Regions from separate parts of the Mus musculus genome. Here region 1 is linked to region 2. The links are chromatin contacts, called in public Hi-C maps. All regions are on one chromosome and are shown on one strand. The core of a region is the stretch at or near the end of the contact, and the rest is flanking DNA. Distances in the headings are between cores, read along the strand shown. Region 1 has its middle 24 kb from the start of Aipl1. Region 2 has its middle 13 kb from the start of Gm46285.

Evidence for each region. Hi-C and Micro-C count contacts between places; a contact is called where the count stands out from the background.
Region 1: a contact with region 2 is called in a Hi-C map of cortical neurons, with 2.3 times the contacts expected there. The contact joins two enhancer-like sites. A contact is called at or near these places in 3 of 39 promoter capture datasets (embryonic stem cells, frontonasal cranial neural crest and pre-B cells), 3 of 15 datasets of contacts at CTCF or cohesin (CD8 T cells, large pre-B cells and pro-B cells) and 9 of 484 Hi-C or Micro-C datasets (the AtT-20 cell line, cerebellar granule neurons, cortical neurons and 5 more).

The regions. Positions count from the first base shown.
Region 1 is chr11:72,010,049-72,016,641 of GRCm38.p6, reverse strand. No RefSeq gene overlaps it. Among named protein-coding and RNA genes, the nearest start is that of Aipl1, 24 kb to the left of the region's middle. Within about 2 kb of position 5,216, at least 41 of the 459 cell types and tissues checked have an H3K27ac peak or open chromatin away from gene starts, as enhancers often do. A contact at or near this core is called in the AtT-20 cell line and cortical neurons, where this site is marked.
Region 2 is chr11:71,900,989-71,907,696 of GRCm38.p6, reverse strand. No RefSeq gene overlaps it. Among named protein-coding and RNA genes, the nearest start is that of Gm46285, 13 kb to the right of the region's middle. Within about 2 kb of position 4,891, at least 23 of the 459 cell types and tissues checked have an H3K27ac peak or open chromatin away from gene starts, as enhancers often do. A contact at or near this core is called in the AtT-20 cell line and cortical neurons, where this site is marked.

The DNA.
Region 1 (6,593 bases), core at 3,967-6,466, 110 kb before region 2:
CATACCCATTCAGCTTCTGCAAACACCACCCATTATCTGTCTATCACCACCTCTCTCTGCTGTCCCCTCAGTTCATGTCCCATTGGCTCTCCTTGCCAGATATCACAGAGTGCCCCCATAACTGGTCTCTCTCTTCACCACTACTCCCTGACAGTCCATTTCAAGACAGCAGTTGAGCAGTTCTTTTGGAATAGGAGTTCAAGTACAGAGGCTCCTCTGGGTTTTTCTGTGGCCATATGAGTCTCCACACTGACGCACAAGGCCAAAGGCATGGGGGGTGGGGAGACTTTCTGACCTTCTGGGTGCTCTCCTGTCTTAGTTAGGGTTTCTATTGCTGTGAAAAGACAGCAGGACCGCAGTAACTCTTATAAAGGAAAGCATCAAGTTGGGGGGGGGGGGCATGCTCACAGTTTCATGGTGAGGAGTACACCAGCACACAGGCAGACGTGATGCTGGAGAGGTAGTGAGGAGTCAACAAATGGAACCTCAGGCAGCAGGAAGAGAGAGACACTGGGTCTGGCTTGAGCATTTGAAACCCCAGAGCCCACCTGAGTGGCATACTTCCTCCAACAAGGCCACACCTCCTAATACCTCTTAAATGGTGCCACTCATCAATGACTACCAACGTCCACTCCCTGGCCCCTATAGGTTTGTAGATATATCATAATACAAAAATGCCCCTAGTCCAACTTCAAAAGTTCCCATAGTCTCTCACAGCTTCAACATTGTTTAAAGTCTAAAGTCCACCTCTCCCTTCTCAGAACTTCCTCAGTCACTCTGCCCTACTCCTTCCAGATACCTACAGGGCTTCCCTGTCCTGGGTTCAGGACTTTTCCAGCTGCCTTTTCAGATTGCTCTCCTTGAAGCCCAGCCTCCATCTTCCCCTTGCACTCCCATCCCCATGTCATTGTCCCCCTAACACTAACATTATCTCTGACTTATCACCCAAGTTCTTGAACGGTGGGTCATGCCGTGTGGGGTCCTGTAATCAAATGTGGGTGCGGGCTGCAAACAATTTGGCAACAATAAAAGTTTCTGAATATTCAACAGTCAAGTTTAGTTCAAAATCAAATGCTCATTGAATCTGAGGTGCTCCTGGCAGTGCTCAGCTGCCTTGCCCACGTGACTTGGCTCTGAGCACATAAGAGTTGTAGTGTTCCATGACACCAACCAACACTACTCCACCCCTGGCTCGGATCTGAGACTGTTGTAGATTCTGCACTGCAGTGTTTCAACTGTGCATATAAAGGGCTCTGTCTGCTCTTATGGAAACACAGAGTTTTGCTCACAGAACACAAAGAATGTTCGCATTTTCTGATCCTCTTCCCTTAGCATGTGCCAAAGAGGTGTGGTTTGGAATGTATAGAGTTAGAATGTTTACCTTAAAAAATAAAATCTCTCTTTGAGTGGTTGAGTTGAATTCTGTTAAAAAAGAACTTGTCGGATGAAGTTTGGCTTCATTAGGACAGAATTCCCAGCAATCTTTGAGGTGTCCTTAAATATTGGCATTTTGGGCTATGTATTTATGCCAAGTGACATTCTCAGCATTGATTGTAAAACGCTGATCAACTCTGAAAGATCTTGAAGACGCCCTGTGTCCTGCACTATCAAAAATTCAGTCAAGATTTCCTTGAGTAAAAGTAAGCCACACATCCATCATCAGTGTGCAAGCTTAAACTGTACACACCGATAGGTTGCCTCAGAATAAATGTCTTTATAATGCATCATCATTAAATGCCTCATTTGCATACCTATTTTACATGCCTATGGATCTGGCTCCTATCCAAGTTTCCTGGGTGAAAAGAGGTCATGCTTTGAAAGAATTTAAGAGCTCCGTACTGATGTGCTGCAGGTCCCGCTGGCTTCCAAACTGCCCACCTTGTTAGGAGGTACATGCAGGTAGATGTTTTGTTTCATGTACCTCTACATTCCCTAAGTGCTCAGGATGGGGTCTGGCTCTTAGAGGGGGCTCGGCAAATGATGGCCAAGAAGGGATTTGCTGAGCTGTGGAGACAATCTATCAGCAACTCTTACCAAATATTTCTAAATACTCTGCATGGAGAAAATCCAATGTGATACCCTGCATGTTCAGTAATTCAGTAATCTTCCCATTTAAAATAAGTTCCACATGTGACTTGTTTTATTATTTCTATATGCATGGGTGTTTTGCCTGCATGTATGTCTGGCACCATGTGGGTACAATGCACTCAGAAGCCAGAAAAGGGCATCAGAATCCCTAAAGTGGAGCCTCAGATGGTTATGAGCCACAGTGTGGGAACCGAGAACGGAACCCTGGTCCTCTGGAAGTTCAGCCCATGCTCTTAAAGACTACCAAGCTCTTTCTCCAGCTCCACAGGTGAGATACATTTTAAAAATCATTTTCATCTGTGTATATGTTTGTTGTCTGTGTATGTGAGTGCAGTGCCTGCAGAGGCCAGAAGAGAAGGCGTTAGATCCCCTGAACTGGAGTTACAAGTAGTTGTGAACTCCCTGAAGTGGGGACTTGAGCCAAACCCACATTCTCTTTAAGGACAGTATGCACTCTTTACTGCTCTGCCAACTCTCCAGGCACTGGGTGAGGCCTAAACAGTTGACTATGTTTCTGCAGATGCAGGGAGCTCACAGTGACAAGAGAATCAGGAATAGGGGCTTAGCCATAGAATAATTATAGAATAGGGTTAAGGTTGGGGTCTTCCGGTATCTGCATCTTATAGACTTCCTGTCCTAGGCTTTTCAGGCTATGAAGAGCCCTGCCTGAAAGGGTATGTGTGGCTGGCAGCAATTGAAACAGTGGACTGGGGCTTGCTTGGGATTTAGTGTATGGACTTCTCTGACCATCCTTGTGGATGGCCTTTTGTGTACATCTCCCTAATCAACCACCTCTACCTGCAAGTGGAAAGCACCCTGTTGCTGGGGTGAAGAAGGCCTCTGGCAGGCCTGGGCATCCTTACTTTTGTCCACCATCTGTGTTTGGTCCAGGATGGTTCCAATGATCAAAGTTCCCTGGGGTATCTTTGTATCTAATTCCTGAAACTTCTCATGTGTGGGCGTGGTGAGCAGCCCACTCCTTCCCTTGTTCTGGGTCACTGTGGCAACGCCGTCTCTGTCTCCCTGCCGTACCGTTTCAGTCGGCCTGCCCTCTGTCAGCATCACCTCCCTCCATCCTCACTCACTGCCTGCTGATTTCAGACGGTTTGGGGAGCAGCAGGGATCACTTTAGTGGGATAAGTGTGTGTGTCCCTGAGACACTTCCCTTCATGTGGGGCTTAGCTATTGCTGCCTTTCGGATGATTTCAGCTCCCCTTTACTGGCTGCTTTTCTCTGTATCCTGAGAGGCTGTCTGTCTTGGGTCACAAAGGTCATGCACTTTTTGGCTTCCAGTTTGGCTAGACAGAGGCTTTGGGAGGTGGAATGGGGAGAAAAGCCTTGTTTTCTTTCCCCCCATTAGTTTCTTTCTCTTATCACACTGGGCTAGTTGTTGGACCTCTTGGCTTGGCTTGCAGCCCTTCCTCCCTGCTTGCTCTCTCCCATGTTCTTCCTCTTCCAGTAGCAAGGATTCCAAGGGCAATCCCCGAGACTGACTGGTGGAGTCCCTACTACCGCATCTTTGTAACAACATGCTTTTCAAGAGCTATTTCCTCCCCTGGCTTCAGCTACTTGTTTCCAAGGTTGTTTCTCAATAACCCCTTCTCCTCCGAACTCCTCATTTCTCCCTGTTCAGCCCAGTTGTTATTCCCAAGATCAGTTTCTGTGTTTTATTTTCCCTCTTCTTGCCCCTCCAGGGAACTTGGGTTGGGATGGGGGGTGTGTTTGATCTCTTACTGTCTTCTCCAAAAAGCTGGCTTCTAGACTTCTATTCACCCTTATAGAGCAGCAGTAGCTGAACAAGTGATGAAAAGACTACTTTCCTAAGCCTTCCAGGATAATGTCTCAGCATCAGTAGTCCAGCACCATGTATATTGTATACTTTGTATCTTGCTCTGGTGGATGCTGGTGGCAGCACCTGCTGCACGTCCCTGTGTTGAATGATGTAGCAATTTTCTTTTGAATACTGTAGGTGCCCAATAAGAAGTTGAGCAGTAAATAATGCCTGACTACATGGTTTAGAGATTGACTTTGTTTATCTGGGGCTGGAGAGCAGATGCCCTGCATGGCTTGTTCAATCATTATTTCCCAGTGAATCTTTTGTTGTTTTATTTCAGTGTTGTTTTTCTGAAGGGCTCTTTCTCCCTAGGCTTGCCGAGGTGGCTTTGTACCAACTTGATCAAACTCCAAGCAGCTGTGTGAGGTGAAAACTCACCACCCAGGAGAGAAAGAAGCTGGAGCCGGGGAAAGCAGGCACCATGGAATGAAGAAAATCCAAGAATATTATTACTACAACACCACCACCCTGCTGAGTGGCACCAAGGTAGAGCTGAGCTCTCAGTTAGAATTACAGTTTCTCTGGGGAGGGACAAGGGCTAGCAGGGAACTGTTGGGTCAGGGCCAGGTGTCAACTGCCCAGCTGTCTCTGGCCTTTCTATGTCATGTCACCCCTGCAAGCCAATCATCTCCACACTTTTCCATTCCTTCCTCCAGAGGCAGAGGGTTGGCAAAGTATCTTGGGTTTGGGGACAGACAGGATGGTACTGAGTGTCTAGCACTTAACTCTAATCTCTCCAAGCTGCAGTTCCCTCATTTGCAAGGCAGGAAGCACAAAACTGCTTGGCGCTGGTGGCCATGAAAGCAGGAGCTTATTAATGGAGATTAGCAGTTGGGGCAACACAGAGGGATTCTCTGCTGCAGGTAATGGACCCTCTGGTGCTGGAGGTATGCAAGGCTTGACTTTTTGTGGTGCTTCAAGCCCTGCACGGGGAGAGTGAGGACTAGTCTGGTCAGCCTGAATTAATCCCGTCGGTAGCAGAGGGGAGGTTTTGATTTTGTTAAACAGAGTCTGGGATTTCATGTGTCAGCGTGCTGCCTGGCAATTAAAATCAGGAGAGTTTAATCTGAAGAGAGTTCCAGCTCTGTTGTTTGCCCTTTTAATCTTGTCTGTTACCATGGGAACAGCAAGTGATTGCAATCACCACTGTTTGTATTGTGAGCCTGCTCCCATCAATGTGGCTTTTGAAAAACAAGAAATAAAAATCTTGACTTCTGCACACCACTCATTACTATTCAGAAGGAACCAGGAAGTTCCGTCAAACGCTTCCTTCCCAGCAGCCTCATTTCTGAACTGCTTTCTTCCTGCCCCTCTAGCCAGGTGGCTCTGCTGGCACTTGCTCAGAGCATCACCAAGCAGGATGAGATGCTGGGTGAGCTGGGGACCCACTGCTGGTGAAGAGCTGGCTACAGAGCTTCCCTTAAGGAGTGTCGGATATGCAAGAGGTTGTTTTAGTTCCTCCAGATCGTGGATGATAGTTTTTAATGTTTACATTTCTCTCTTTCTTTCTTTACTTTGTATGTGTGTGGTTGTGCACTCACAGGGGAAAGCTTGCCACAGCCTGTGTGTGGAGGTTGGAGGATAACCTTTGGACTCTGCTTTCTCTCTAGTTTGAGACGGAGCCTTTCTTTTGTTGTTCTCTGCTGTGTGGTCCAGGCTCGCTGGTCCCGCAGCTTCTGGGGGTTCTCCTGTCTCTGCTTCCATCTCATTGCAGGATGCTGGGATTACAGATAGGACCTATCACTCCCGGACTTTATGTGGATTCTGAGGACTCAATCCCAGGTCTCCACACTTGTGCTGCAAGCACATTACCCATTGTGCTATCTTCTCAGCTCCTCGTGGAGGTTGTATTAGCTGCTCATCATCTCTTCTGTGATCCCTCGCTGAAGGAAGAGAGATGCTGTCCAGGACTAGTGCCTTTGTGAAATGCAGAGTCAGGACCAGCAGTTCCCAGTGTATTGGTCTGAGAAGTCCGTGATTTTTTTTTTTTTTAGAGGCTTACTGGTCACCTGCAAACTTACAGCAGTGGCCTGCCTGTCTTTGGCTCCTGCTGGCCTTGAGATCCGTGGTCTAGAGGGAGATGACTTCAGCCTTCTTTCAGAGGACTCCAAATACCTCTGCCTCCTCTTACAGCTTACAGAATGGTTTATGGTGAGAATGTGAAAATGTTGGCCCAATGCCCAGACCTAATTGATTAAAGCATTTTTCTTCGAGTAGAGAGAGACTCCAGTGAGCATTGATCCCACTCCGTTGTGTAACAGCTGAGAATAAACTGTTGGGTGAGGAAGGGACTTGCCAGAGGTCAGGGGATAAGAGAGCATCTCTCAGACCTGGTGGCTTGTTTTGCGTAAATCCGACCTCATTGCAAGACATGCCTTGGGGCTGCTTCATTTCATAAACTTTGAAAAATTGAAACTCCCTTTTTTATTTGAAATACATACATGCCTCATATCATGTCTCTTTAGAGAAGATACAAGCTGATTCAATGCGCATTAAATTCCAGAAATGCATACTGAATGGCCACAATGTTTGCAAGTTAGAACCACAAGTTAGGCTAGGAGAACGCTGAACTCTCAGTGATTCCAGCATTAGCTCTGATCTCTAGGTCTTCTAGTCATGTGATCCTGAGGGACCACTTCACATCTCAGGCCTTCAGTCTTGCTCTGTAATA
Region 2 (6,708 bases), core at 3,642-6,141:
ACCAAGATTCCCAGGAACTGTAGAGGTCACAGTTGCTCTGACATAGTTCCAAGACACCACACCCACGACTGTATTGAGCCACTGAAGACCAGGGGGCAGTTAATAATAGAGGTGGTAAGACCCACCTAATCCAAGCAATTCAGAAAACCACTTAATGTAAGACAGTAACAATGCAGAGTACTTATATTGCATATTCTGAATTTTATTAGCCTCCATATCCTTAGAGGTAGGCAAGACTCACAATAAGTTTTGAGAAAAATTAGTAGTAGTAGTAGTAGTAGTAGTAGTAGTAGTAGTAGTAGTAGTAGTAGTAATAGTGGTAGGGTTAGTTCTGATGAACAGCTCCTAGGTCTTTGTTTTAAATGAGTTCTTCTCTGGAGCTTCAGAAAAGGTTCTTCCTCTCTATGCCTCTCTTCAGTTACCTAAAGAAAATTTGACATACTCAAAGCAAGTTACTCAGGGAGAAGACCTGAGAGAACATGTCTGTGCATGTAAGGAGGTTGATGTTGCCCAGGTATTGGTGAGAAATGAGCCTAACTACTGGCTCTGTCATATTCCTTTTAGGCTATGGTATCTCAGAAAAGCCAGGGGAAGGGACTTCACTGTCACGAACACCAGAGAAAAGGGGAAGATGGGGAATGGCAAATGGTTGGAGGCCTGCTGATAGAAAGGTCATACAGCCCTTCCTGGGCTTCAGACTTGTGGTGGGGAAAGGCAGGGTGTGATGATGGCCACACTTCACAATGTACTCAGCCTTGTGAGATGTACTTTGTGGACATTGCTTAACTCATTCATCCGATGACACTGTAGTACAAATGTCACCAAGTCCATTCACAATCAGCTCACTCAGGCCGGATAGAGGAAATGAGCGTGGCTGAATTAGATAGCAGTAATGCCTCCATTCTGAAAGGCTAGCAAATAAAAAGAAATATTGTAAGATGAACAATGAATGATGTCCCGGTGATGTCATTATCCTGATCTCCAGCCTCTGTGACTATGCTCCATCATATTGTAAAAGGATGCAATTGGGTGATAAATGGTGAGATGGGTGATTATTCTGGGTTATCTGGATGGATCCAGTTTAGTTACAAGGGCACGAACAAGTGGGAGAGGGCAGGAGACAAGTCTATGAGGTGAAGATGTGACCCCAGAGGGCACACACTGAGAGATATCTCACTGATGCTTTAGAAGATGGAGGAAGGCTATGTGGGCCAAGCTATACAGCATCCTCTGCACTTGAAAATGGAAAAAGGAGCTGAGTCATATCCCAGAGTCTCCAGAGAAACCAGAGCCCCACAAAGACCCCAAGTGTGGCCCTGGGAGACTGTGTTAGACTTCTAACACATCAGCACTGTAAGAAAGTGAATTGGTATTGTTTTGACCCATTAAGTTTAAGTGGAAATTTTTTTTTACAGAAGTCATAGAGAACAGAAATGGCAAAAAAATGAAGCAGATTAAGAGGTGACTGGAGGGTGATGAGCGTGGTCAGGGATGTGACACCCGAGACCTGATGGCAGCAGGAACTAGTGTCTAAGAGGACAGATTCCAGGTTGTTGGTCCTGAGGAAAGGACCTGTGATGGGATGAGCTGGTGACTTCAGGCAGAGAGAAAGCCAGAATGAGTAGACTTGCTACTTGGGAATGTGGTCCATGGCCAGGACCACCACTGAGGAGACAATCCGAAGTGCAGATTCTCCATCTAATACCCAAGCCCTGTGATAGCTTTGTGAGACTCATTTCTTGTAGTACTAAAAATTCTAGAAAATTTGAAAGTACACACACACACACACACACACACACACACACACACACACACACCCTCCATTTTCTTCAGTCATCTGAGACCTGTGTTCTGACTGGTGTTCTTTGAGATTTCAATGTATATTTTCTATAACAAAGAACATTCTCAAGGAACTCATAGTGGAAAATACCTGTAATCCTAACTCTGGGAAGATGGCATCAGGAATTGAAGGCCAGCCTCAGATCATAGTGAGTCTGAGGCCAGCCTGGGCTATATGAATCACTGGATCAAAAAATAAAACAAGAGCTGGGGAGATGGCTATCATCACAGTGCTTGCCGCGTAGGCAGGAGGACCTGAGTTTGACCCCACCCCCCAGAACCCATATAAAAAGCTAGGCGAGGCAGCCATGTGCCTGTGATCCAGTGTAGGGGAGAAAGAAGGATCTCAGGCTTAGTGGCCACCAAGTCTAGTTGAATTGTTGAGTTTAAGGCTTAAAAAGAGGCTTTGTCTCAAAAGATAAGGTGAAGATTAACTGAGAAAGACAGCTGAGGTTGGTCTTTACACACATGCATGTCCACATATGAATGGACACAACTCCCCCCAAACACACAAATGACACATGCACACACATACACACATGTGCACAGGCGCGCACACACACAGAGAAGGGTGTGTGTTTTCCTAACTAGTTATAAGTCAGTACCATGCTCAGGAGGCTGACAGGCTATATTGACATGTGGCGTCTTCAGAACTCATTCAAATCATTCTAGTTGTTCCAATAATGGCTTTTACTAGAAAAAAATATGGATCTATTTCCCAGTTATGCATCAGACCTACTTCCCAGGTCCCTTTAGAATCTTTCAGTCAGGAACAATTCTCATCCTGCCCTTGACTTTGGAGACCTCGGCACTTCTGAAGATCACAGGAGTTATTTTGAGGCTGTCTGAGGCTTCCTCGTGATTAGATCGCATTTACACATCACAGGCAGGAATAGAACAGAGCCACCGGTACACCCTCTTGCATCCTCTCCTCCATCCCACCCAGCAACACTTGATTCCAATTTGTCCCTTACTCAAGATGTTTGCACTCATCAATTAATTAAGATTTGCTCTGCCAGACTTCTTCACTACAATGTTATTCTTTTCCTTTTTAATCAGTAAGCATTTTTACAACAAGGGGGTTTGAGATTGCATAATTATCTTATTCCTCTCTGCATTTTAACTTATTCACTTATTGGTATCTACCTATGTTTCCAGTTTTATTCCATGAGTGATCCATCGCTGTCACTGTTTAGTGTGGCACTTGAATAGTTTCACAGGTAACGGGTGGGAACTTTGTAGAGCTTCCCAATGTCACAGGGACATGTCACCATTTCCTTTGTTCACCTCCTTAATTTCTGACATAAGGTTTTCTAGATTAACTGTGCATAAGTTCTATGTCTAGAAGCAATCATTTGCCTCAGGGACACTTTTAGCTTTTAGTGGAGTATGGTAGTGAGTAGCTACGATCAGGGCACCAGACACATCTATCTCTGTTGGAATATCTCTGCTTCTAGGCTTTCTCAGAAGATAGAGTTAGGAAACTTGCCTCATATTACATTTCAATTTATTTTTTATATTTTTCTAACTCCTGGAATCCATTGGATTACCAGCACACATCCAATTACAACTCAACTCCACAAGATCTATTTATTCTAGATTTCTTCCTTTCGGTGTGCATAACTTGCTTCTGTACTGATGCCCCTGGACATTAGTGTTCCAGGGCTGCCAATAAAAAGCAACACAAACTGAGTAGTTTTGAAAACAGAAGCTTATTTTCTCATTGATCTGGAAGCAAGATGTCCAAGATAACCACAAAGCTGCCATCAGGGTGGGTTCTTTCTGCTGGCATGAGGTCTTATTCTGTGCTTGGGTCCTAGCTTCTAGAGGTCACTACAGAACTTTGGCATGCCTCAGCTTCGAGGCACATTCCTGTTATTCCTGTGTGTGGAAGGTTGGCTGACATGAGGTGTCAGTCCTCAGAAGACAACTTCCTTTCCATGTAAGGCAACATTAAAAGGATCTTGGGGTGAAGGCATCACCACATGTTTTGGGGGAACACAATTCAATCTGAAATGTCTGGCTTCTGTTCTCTTCTGTGTTTATTTGATCGTGTCACCTCACTGTGACCAGCCTTGTGTTTTGTCTCTACTATTGTCTCTTAGGAACTCTGAACCCTCATGTCATGCTACTGCCCTAGCCTATGTATTGTGTTTTTTGCTCTCCTTAGGACTGGGCACCCAAGCTCATCACCATGTGGAAAGAAGCCTTCTTACCTTGCTTGGAGCTAGGGGTCTTCACACAGGTTCATCCCCTCATCATGTGGAAAAAGGCCTTCTTATCTCACTTGGACCTGAGGTCTTCACACCAGGTTCCTCCCATAACCTAGTCTTGGGATCTGAAGCTGGTCAGGCCAATTCTCCATCACACCGATGTCCTCCACAGCCAGTCCTTCTCAGCCAGTCTGTTTCTTTTAGCCCATGCCACACTGTTCAGCTACTGACATTCCTCACAATGTCCCTCCCCTATGGGTGTCCTGCTTCCCTGTGAGAGCTCCAGCACCCTGGGTGGGGCATTCCTATGCTCGATGTAGGATGGAATGTTCAGGAAAGAAAGCAGAGGAGGCAGAAATAGGAGGAGGACAAGCAAGAACAATCAGACTGTGTGTCTCAGTGTCTCTCTCTTCAGCTGCCACAGAGCATGGCTGACAACTATGTCAGCTGCAGGGGGCTGGGCCAGGGTAGATCCAGAAGGGACTTGTAACAGTGGCGAAGCCTCTCTCCTCTCTCTCTCTCTCTCTCTCTCTCTCTCTCTCTCTCTCTCTCTCTCTCTCTCTCTCTCTCTCCCTCCCCCCCCCCCTCTGGTTCCCTTTTCCTAGGGAGCTGATAAAAATAAGTTTATTTGGACAGAAATCCTGTAGTGAACAAAGTAAATTAGATGCAAGCTCTTCTAAGAAACCTTATTAGTTAAACAAATCCCTCAAACCCTGCTCCCTCGGGTGTGTCCCTTCAGCTGTCAGCGTGCCAAGTTTCTCCCTTCTAAGGTGACAACAACACATTCTCTGTCAGGCTGCCATTTGCAGCTCTGACTGGCTCTCTGCTGCTCCTAGCCATGCATCTTTAAGCTCCCCTCAACACCCTATTCACACTTCGACCCTGTGCCATCTGCCTCAGCTCTGTTCTGTTTTTAATTACGCACACCAAGAAGAAGGTTTTTAAGACCTCAGATACAACCTGATTTGTGTTTTGAAAATGCTTCCCAGGCTACTTGGTAGGCAATGGGTTTGAAGAAGTCCTGAAAGCCATCAGGACATCTTGGGGCTGTAGAGCACCTAGCCCAGGGTGTTACCGGGGAGCTGAGAGAAGTAAGCAGTGGGTTGTATTTGGGAGGCTGGGGTGGTTGGAAGCTCCAGTAGGCTGGATGCCGGAAGGAGGGAAGGACAGCAGATGGCACGGATGATACAAATCTAGACATGCTGGCGGAGCTTCACGGATGGCCGTCACAGGAGACTGGGGAAGAACTGTGTGTGGGGAAGAGGGTGTGTAGGAATTGCATTTGGGATGAATTCTGTTTGAGCTCCTTAACCACAGTCTATATCAAGCAGAGTTAAATATGTCTAGATAGTAGGGCAGGGTAGACAAATCAAGTCTAGAAGCCACTGGCTAAGGAGGAGTCCTAGTAGGATTAGCTTCAGGGTGAAACCTGTCTTAGTCAGGGTTTGTATTCTTGCACAAAGCATCATGACCAAGAAGCGAGTTGGGGAGGAAAGGGTTTATTCAGCTTACACTTCCACATTGCTGTTAATCACCAAAAGAACTTAGGACTGGAACTCAAGCAGGTCAGGAAGCAGGAGCTGATGCAGAGGCCATGGATGGACGTTACTTACCAGCGTGCTTCTCCTGGCTTGCTCAGCTTGCTTTCTTATAGAATCCAAGACTACCAGCTCGGGGATGGCACCACCCACAAGGCACCTCCCTCCTTAATCACTAATTGAGAAAATGCCTTAGAGCTGGATCTCATGGAGGCATTTCCTCACCTGAAGCTCCTTTCTCTGTGATAACTCCAGCTTGTGTCAAGTTGACACAAAACTAGCCAGTATAAGACCTCACTACTGTGACATACCATAGGAGGCAAGAACAAGGTCTCAGGGAGACCTGTAAACACTGGCTCTGGGGCAGCTATCAAGGGAAGGGTTGTCAGTGAGTTCTGGACAGGTAGAAGGTTGGCACTTATCAGCTATGTCCTGACACTAATGCACAAAGTGGATGAAGACCTGACAACCTGGTATGGATCTGTTTTTAGGATGGCCGTTCACATGTGGGACCACTGCCAGCCCCTCTAGACTAGGCTTCACATTGAGGGGCAGACTTTACTCCTGCTTGCTGGTGACTTCAAAGCTAGAGTCAGAGCTGCAGGTCTTAGAAAGCAGCTCTTGTCACTCTCTAACTCGGAGACCCTGTGACCCTATACACCATTAGTGGCTGGCCCAGTAAGTGAGGGTAAATTAGAGTCCACAGATGACATGACCTTGTCTAATCAGCACACCAGCTCTTAAGGAGCAGGAACATTTTAATCAGGTTTATTTTATAGATAAGGAAACAAAGGTCCAAAGGCATTTTCTCAGAGACCACACATCCAAGACACAGATTCAGGACTATTTGTTTTTAGAAACTTGCCCCACCCTACACCTGCATCAGAATTTATGAGACTGTTAAGTCCTATCAACAGGTGAGAACTGTGGCTGGCAGGCTTTCTCCAGACAGCCATCCAGCTGCCACCTTATGTTGGAACTGATGTTCTGTTCTGTGACCTCAGCCTCAGTAAGTGCCTAGAAGGGACTGTACTCTCAGCTCAGTGACTCACAACCATTTGGCATCCTTAAGACCTCCTGGTGTTCCAGCTCCCTGGCAGGGCTCTCTGATTCCTCTG